Regions from separate parts of the Rattus norvegicus genome. Here region 1 is linked to region 2. Evidence: chromatin contacts called from public Hi-C data. All regions are on one chromosome and are shown on one strand. The core of a region is the stretch at or near the end of the contact, and the rest is flanking DNA. Distances in the headings are between cores, read along the strand shown.

The links. Hi-C and Micro-C count contacts between places; a contact is called where the count stands out from the background.
Region 1: a Hi-C map of kidney shows a contact between it and region 2, with 8 times the contacts expected there. The contact joins the promoter of Ablim3 here to the promoter of Csnk1a1 in region 2. A contact is called at or near these places in 4 of 12 Hi-C or Micro-C datasets (hepatocytes, kidney, mammary epithelial cells and 1 more).

Annotation. Positions count from the first base shown.
Region 1 is chr18:57,645,314-57,648,160 of GRCr8, forward strand. Ablim3 (actin binding LIM protein family, member 3) reads right to left here and starts at 1,397. Exons shown (of 23, transcript NM_001191698.1): 1 at 1,021-1,397. The coding sequence starts at 1,033.
Region 2 is chr18:57,285,997-57,288,821 of GRCr8, forward strand. It overlaps Csnk1a1 (casein kinase 1, alpha 1), which reads left to right and starts at 1,416. Exons shown (of 10, transcript NM_053615.2): 1 at 1,416-2,031; 2 at 2,574-2,680. The coding sequence starts at 1,909.

The DNA of each region.
Region 1 (2,847 bases), core at 147-2,646, 360 kb after region 2:
GGAGGGTCAGGAACTAGCGGGGCTAGCCTGGACCTCGTCTCACTCAGGTGCTGAACCCCCCCTCACCCCGCCCTTACTGCCAAGCTCTAGCATTTGTAGAAAGACCTTGTCAGTTCTTGATCAGAAAGGTCTCTGATTTATCCCTCCAGATCTCATAGCTGAGCAATCTGAGATGTAGAGTTGGGACTAAGCCCAAAAGTCAGAACCCCCAACTGGGAATGCTTGCAGGGAGCCTCTGCTTCCACCGTCGGATTTGGTACCGAGATGACCCCAGCCAGCAAGTTGAAAACAGAGCCAGACAGTGCCAGTTGAACACAATCATGCCCTCCTAGGGTAATGCCTGGGTCACATTAACCCAACCAGGGCCTTCCTGGGTTGCTTGAGTGCATTTCATGATATCCAGGGCCCTAAGTGTCCGGGCCAGGCTCTGCAGGGCAGTTACTGCCAAAGCTGTTGCTCAGAGGGTTTGCCACTTCCTCTCATTCTCCTGTAGGCTAAGCAGCCTCCAGGTCGGTAGGGAACCAGCCTGGACCACTGAGGGAACAGGAGCTGGATCTTCCTCAGGACCTAAAGGTGGCTTCATGAGGATTTGTTTATCAAATTGCTCTTTGCCATCCAAGGTCCGCCCAGGTCCGCCCACGGCCTCTCTGCTCTTCCCGGGACAAGCAGGGCCTCCGTGGATTTACAGATGTGGGCATGGAGGTCTCCTGGGAGCCCCCCACAGTCAGACAATGGCCACACTACTGCTTCTTAGGCCTTTCCAGGCATAGCTAGGAGACAGCAGTTTTCCCGACAGAGGCAACTGGCGCTGCCGATTAAACATTAGCAAAATCATCAGGAAAAGGCAGACCTCAAAGCTCTCCCTGTGCCAGGGAGCTCCGAAAGCACCCGAAGAAGAAGGAGTCAGGTGTCCCCGCGGATACCGGCTTCCTTCCTCTTTCCAGGCAGCCCGGGCGCAGGCTCCTGAACCTCCCGCCCCCACCCCTGTTCCCATGGCAAAGGAGAGGAGGATCCACTTACTGCTCGTGTTCATGGTGATGCCTTTGCTCTGGGTCGTTCATTCAAAACGGAGGCCCGGGTTGCTTTTTAAATCTTGTGTTCTTCTCCTGGCCTCACTCATCACCTAAGGGTGAAAAGGCAGAGCAGGGCCAGCTGTGTATCCTCAGGTGCGCTCTCCCCCTGCTGGCCCCTCTCCGTCTGGGCTGGAGCCGCTGGCCTTTAAGGCGAGTGGACGAACAGGGCAGGTGAACAGAGAGGAGGGGCAGGCGAGGAGGACTCAGGTGCTTCGTCCTCAGCACCTGGGACCCGAACCCCGGGCAGTAGCGAGGCTGGCAGCGCCGGCTCGTGCGCACCCCGCGTTATCCCAGCCGGCAGGCTGCGGAGCCCGAAGGGGGTGTGGACCACAGGGAGGCAGGGCGGAGGCAGCGCGTCCCCGCCCGGCCTCGGGAGCAGCGACCCGCCCCGGGACCCACCTCTTGTCCAGTTTTGGGAGCCAGAGGCCCCTGCCCCGGCCCCTGCAAGTGGCTCATGAATCCCGCTGGTCGTCTGGGGTCTGGGATGCCAGGGCGAGCCAGGCGAAACCTGAGAGCTCGCCATCCATGATGTGGGCTCGCAGCTTGGCAGCTCGGGGGGCGCGGCCGCTCGCTGCTGCCACCTGCTGGACGCGCCGGCGCGTGTCTGAGGCTCCGCCCTGCAGGGCATTCTGCCTGAGTGCTGGGGTGGTGGGAAGAAAAAAAAAAAAAAAACACCAACTCCACCCCCTCCCCTAAAAAAAAAAAAACGGGACCCTGATGTCCTGAGGGCAGTAGTACGGGCGGGTGGGGTGGGGGTGAACCTGGGACCTAGGGGGTGAGCCGATATAAGGAAGGAAAGAGGAAAGTTATCACTTAGAAGGAGAGACTGGATTTGCTGGAGTTTGAGCTCCCAACTCAGCCCAGGGCTGACAAGCTGGGTGCAGTTTAGCTTTGAGCAGGTTCCTACTGAACTGGATCCTGAGGTAGCTGTGTCAGTAAATAAGACAGATGCTCAGGATGCCGTTTTCCTTTCAGCTCGTGTCCCCGTTCCCCTACTTACTCTCTTGATTTCTGGGATCACTAGATTAATTTGCTCTGACAGCCTACCTCCCCTGTCGCACAAGCAACGTTCACTGTATGACAAAAAAAGGGTCTTTTCAGTAGACCTCCTCCATCAGGGCCTGGCACAGTAGGTATCAGTATTTGTCGGAAAAAAAATGACCCTTGTGTTATGTGACCCTAATATACCCCAACCCTAATTGTGGGAGGTCTAAGCATCTTCACCCTGTTGCTCTCTCCCATCTGAGGAAGGCAGCAGGTACATAGCCTCATGATGCTGGGTCACCTCCGCTTTTGTACAGCTAACTTACCTCGAGTTGTTGTTATTGTTATAGCAATTAGTTGTCATGGCTATTTTCTGAATTCTTTGGTGACAACCGGCCAACATAAGGTGGAGGCTCTTCACATTCCTATGACTGCCAACTCTGGCATTTCCTTAGCCTAATTCATGCTTACAAAAATGTAACAAATAACCAGACTAGAGACCGTATATACCATCCTGGTCTATACAGTGACTCCAGAGGGGACATGTGTGAACTCAGAAAACTGAATGTTCATACTCTCGGAGTTCGAAATTCTAGGGCACAGCGTCTTTTTGCAAACCTGACCCCTCTAGGTTAACTAGACATTCTCTGTGAGAACGACTGCACGTACTTGAGTCTGAGGTCTCTGGTTAAGGTGCAGTAGCTGCCTTCTTAACACTGGAGAGAAGACACCTTATGGATAAATGTAAGGTCTGTCCCTGGCGCCGCTGAGACTGTTGCTATGTCCTAAA
Region 2 (2,825 bases), core at 166-2,665:
CCCAGTTTAGTTCTCTAGTGCTCTCACTACTGCACCAACACAGCATTTTTCATCCTCCATCAAGATGTGGTGTGTGTGTGTGTGTGTGTGTGTGTGTGTGTCACGTATGCTTTGCCAACCCTAGTTCACTTATCCTTCAGAACTACTTGTTAAGCCCTAGACAGTCTCTACTTCTAACTACTGTACCAGTGTTCAAAGTTGTATTTAAGACTTTTTTTTTTCATTTTTCCTAGGTCTGGAGTGATGGCTCAGTGGTTTAGAGAACTTAACTACTCTTACAGAAGACCTGGAGACCAGTTGTTACCTGCATCAGGTACCTCTCAAGCACCGGTGATTCCAGTTCATGCAGTCCAGTTCCCTCTTGCATCCATGTATGTGATGCACAAAAACTCATACACACACACACACACACACACACACACACAAATAAAAATACACCATTTTTTCCATTTTAATGTTTATTTTAGCATTGACTTAAAAAAGTTTTACAGGCTATACTCATGTTTCATAGTGCCCGAGGGAGCTTTTGTAAACCTTAATTTTCAGTAAAATTTTGTACTTGAAAATAAAGACAAGTCCCGTTTTATCAGTTTTTAATAAAAAATTACCTTGTTTTAAACGATGTCGGTTTTATTTTGTAATATTCATTTGTACCTTTTGCACTAATAATGTACTTCTCGACATGATCCAAGACGAAACTGCTTCTTTGAAGGATAAGTATAGCAAATTTTATTATGCGCAAATTTATTGTCAAGTTTTTCTGTTCATAACGCTAGTGATAATGAAGTTTCTATTAGAATTGCTCCTTTCAGATCAAGTGTATTCAAAGGAATACGAACAGACACAGGGTGAGACTAATACCAGGTTCTTCATGTTCCCTTAAAAAATGGGGGAAGGGGAATTAGCGACATTTCACGGAGCCCTGAACCCTTAATTACTAATAATCAGTAGGAATCTGCCACTTCCTAAACCCAGCTCGCCCGGCGCAGCTTTTCTCATCAGAGGCCACAACCTATTTCGACACACTGTGCAGGAAAAGGACGGCTCCAGAGTGACCTGAAAAAGGATCAAAGGCTATAAACCGCTTCAAACGCGGAAAAAAGATCACTCAACTCCCAAGGAGACCAGAAGCTTTCATTGGCCACATTTGAAAAGAAGGTGACTCCCTAACGCGCTCGCCTGACGCATAGCAAGACACTGCCCTCGGGGTCCAAAGTGATTAACAGGTAGCAAGAGTAGAGCCCCGGACGGCCGGAAGTGGAAGTGAGCCCGGGCGGGGAAGAGCACAGGCTACACCAGACCTGCGCAGCCCGCAGGCATCTCAGTGCGCAGGCGCACCTGGGCGTGGCTGGGTGACGCTAGGAGCGTGGGTTGCGACTCTCGCGGATCCGGTTCCGCCCTCCCTCTCTCAGCCCACCCTACCGAAAGAGCGCCCGAGATCCCTTTCCCAGAGTGCTCCGCGCCGTGAAGAAGCGGCTCCCGGGGACTGGGGGCATTTTGTGTTGGCTGGAGCTGGAGTAACAAGATGGCGGCATCGGCGGAGTGACGGGTTCCCTCCGGGCCGGAGCCGGCGGCAGTGGTGGCAGCGGTACTGCCGCCCTAATTCACCGCGCCCCTTCCCCAGCCCGCGACGTCGCCGCGAACAAGAAACAGCGGCGGCCGCCCAAATAGCAAGTGGCCGAGCTTCAGCAGCCGCGACCACCCTTAACTAACTGCGGCCAGGCCCTCAGCGAGCGGCGGCGATCCGGCTTCTCTCAGCCGCCTTTGCGCCCTGAAACGCCAACAAAGCCTTGGTTTTAGGTTGCCTGCCGCGCTCCTCAGATCTGCCGGGTGGAACAGCCCCGGAGGCTTCCATCCTCTTCCAGAGGTGTCGGGGCTTGGCCCCCGCCTCCATCTTCGCGTCTCAGGATGGCGAGCAGCAGCGGCTCCAAGGCCGAATTTATCGTCGGTGGGAAATACAAACTGGTGCGGAAGATCGGATCTGGTTCCTTCGGGGACATTTATCTAGCGATCAACATCACCAATGGCGAGGTAATCACCCGGTTCTGGGGGAACGTTAACGCTGGGCTTTTTTTCACCCCCAACCCCCCTAAGTACTCCAAACCTTCCCACTGCACGCACGCACGCACGCACTAGGGAGTCCAGAGCGAGCCAGTTTTCCTGGCTTAGCAGCCTCCCCCACTATTTCCCTAAAAAGGAAAAACCCGATAGAAAGGGAGGGTAAGCTCTGAGGTTTCCCACCTTGTTCAAAGTATTTCATTTTAACCGTTATTTAAGAGGAGAAGGGCGAAGTCGTGTATGATCGCCATGGTTTTCTTTGTATTTCTCAAATTTAATCTGGGGTTCTTGTTCCAGTTAGAACAGTTTCCTTTTAAAAGTCTCGCCTTACGTTCCAAGGTTGCCTGTTTTCTGGATGACTCCTTTTGTTTCACTCACTTTAGATTTAGAGGACATGCCCGTCTCTTCACGTCCTCATAGTGGCAACTGGAAGCAAGCATTGCTAACATTTCTCGTTTCCCAAGTGAGTTTGAATCCGTAGGGATTTTGATACCATCGTCCCCTTTCCTCTGCAGGAAGTGGCAGTGAAACTAGAATCCCAGAAGGCCAGGCATCCCCAGTTGCTGTACGAGAGCAAACTGTATAAGATTCTTCAAGGTGGGGTTGGCATCCCTCACATACGGTAAGAACCTTGAGCACGTAGTCGATCGCTGGGAATTGCGAAATGGTGAAAGGGGTTGAGGCTGGTAATTGGACGCGATGAATCGGTCTTGGTACTGCGTCCTCCAGATTCCATAGTTAACCGTAATCGTTGAGTAATTTTTAGT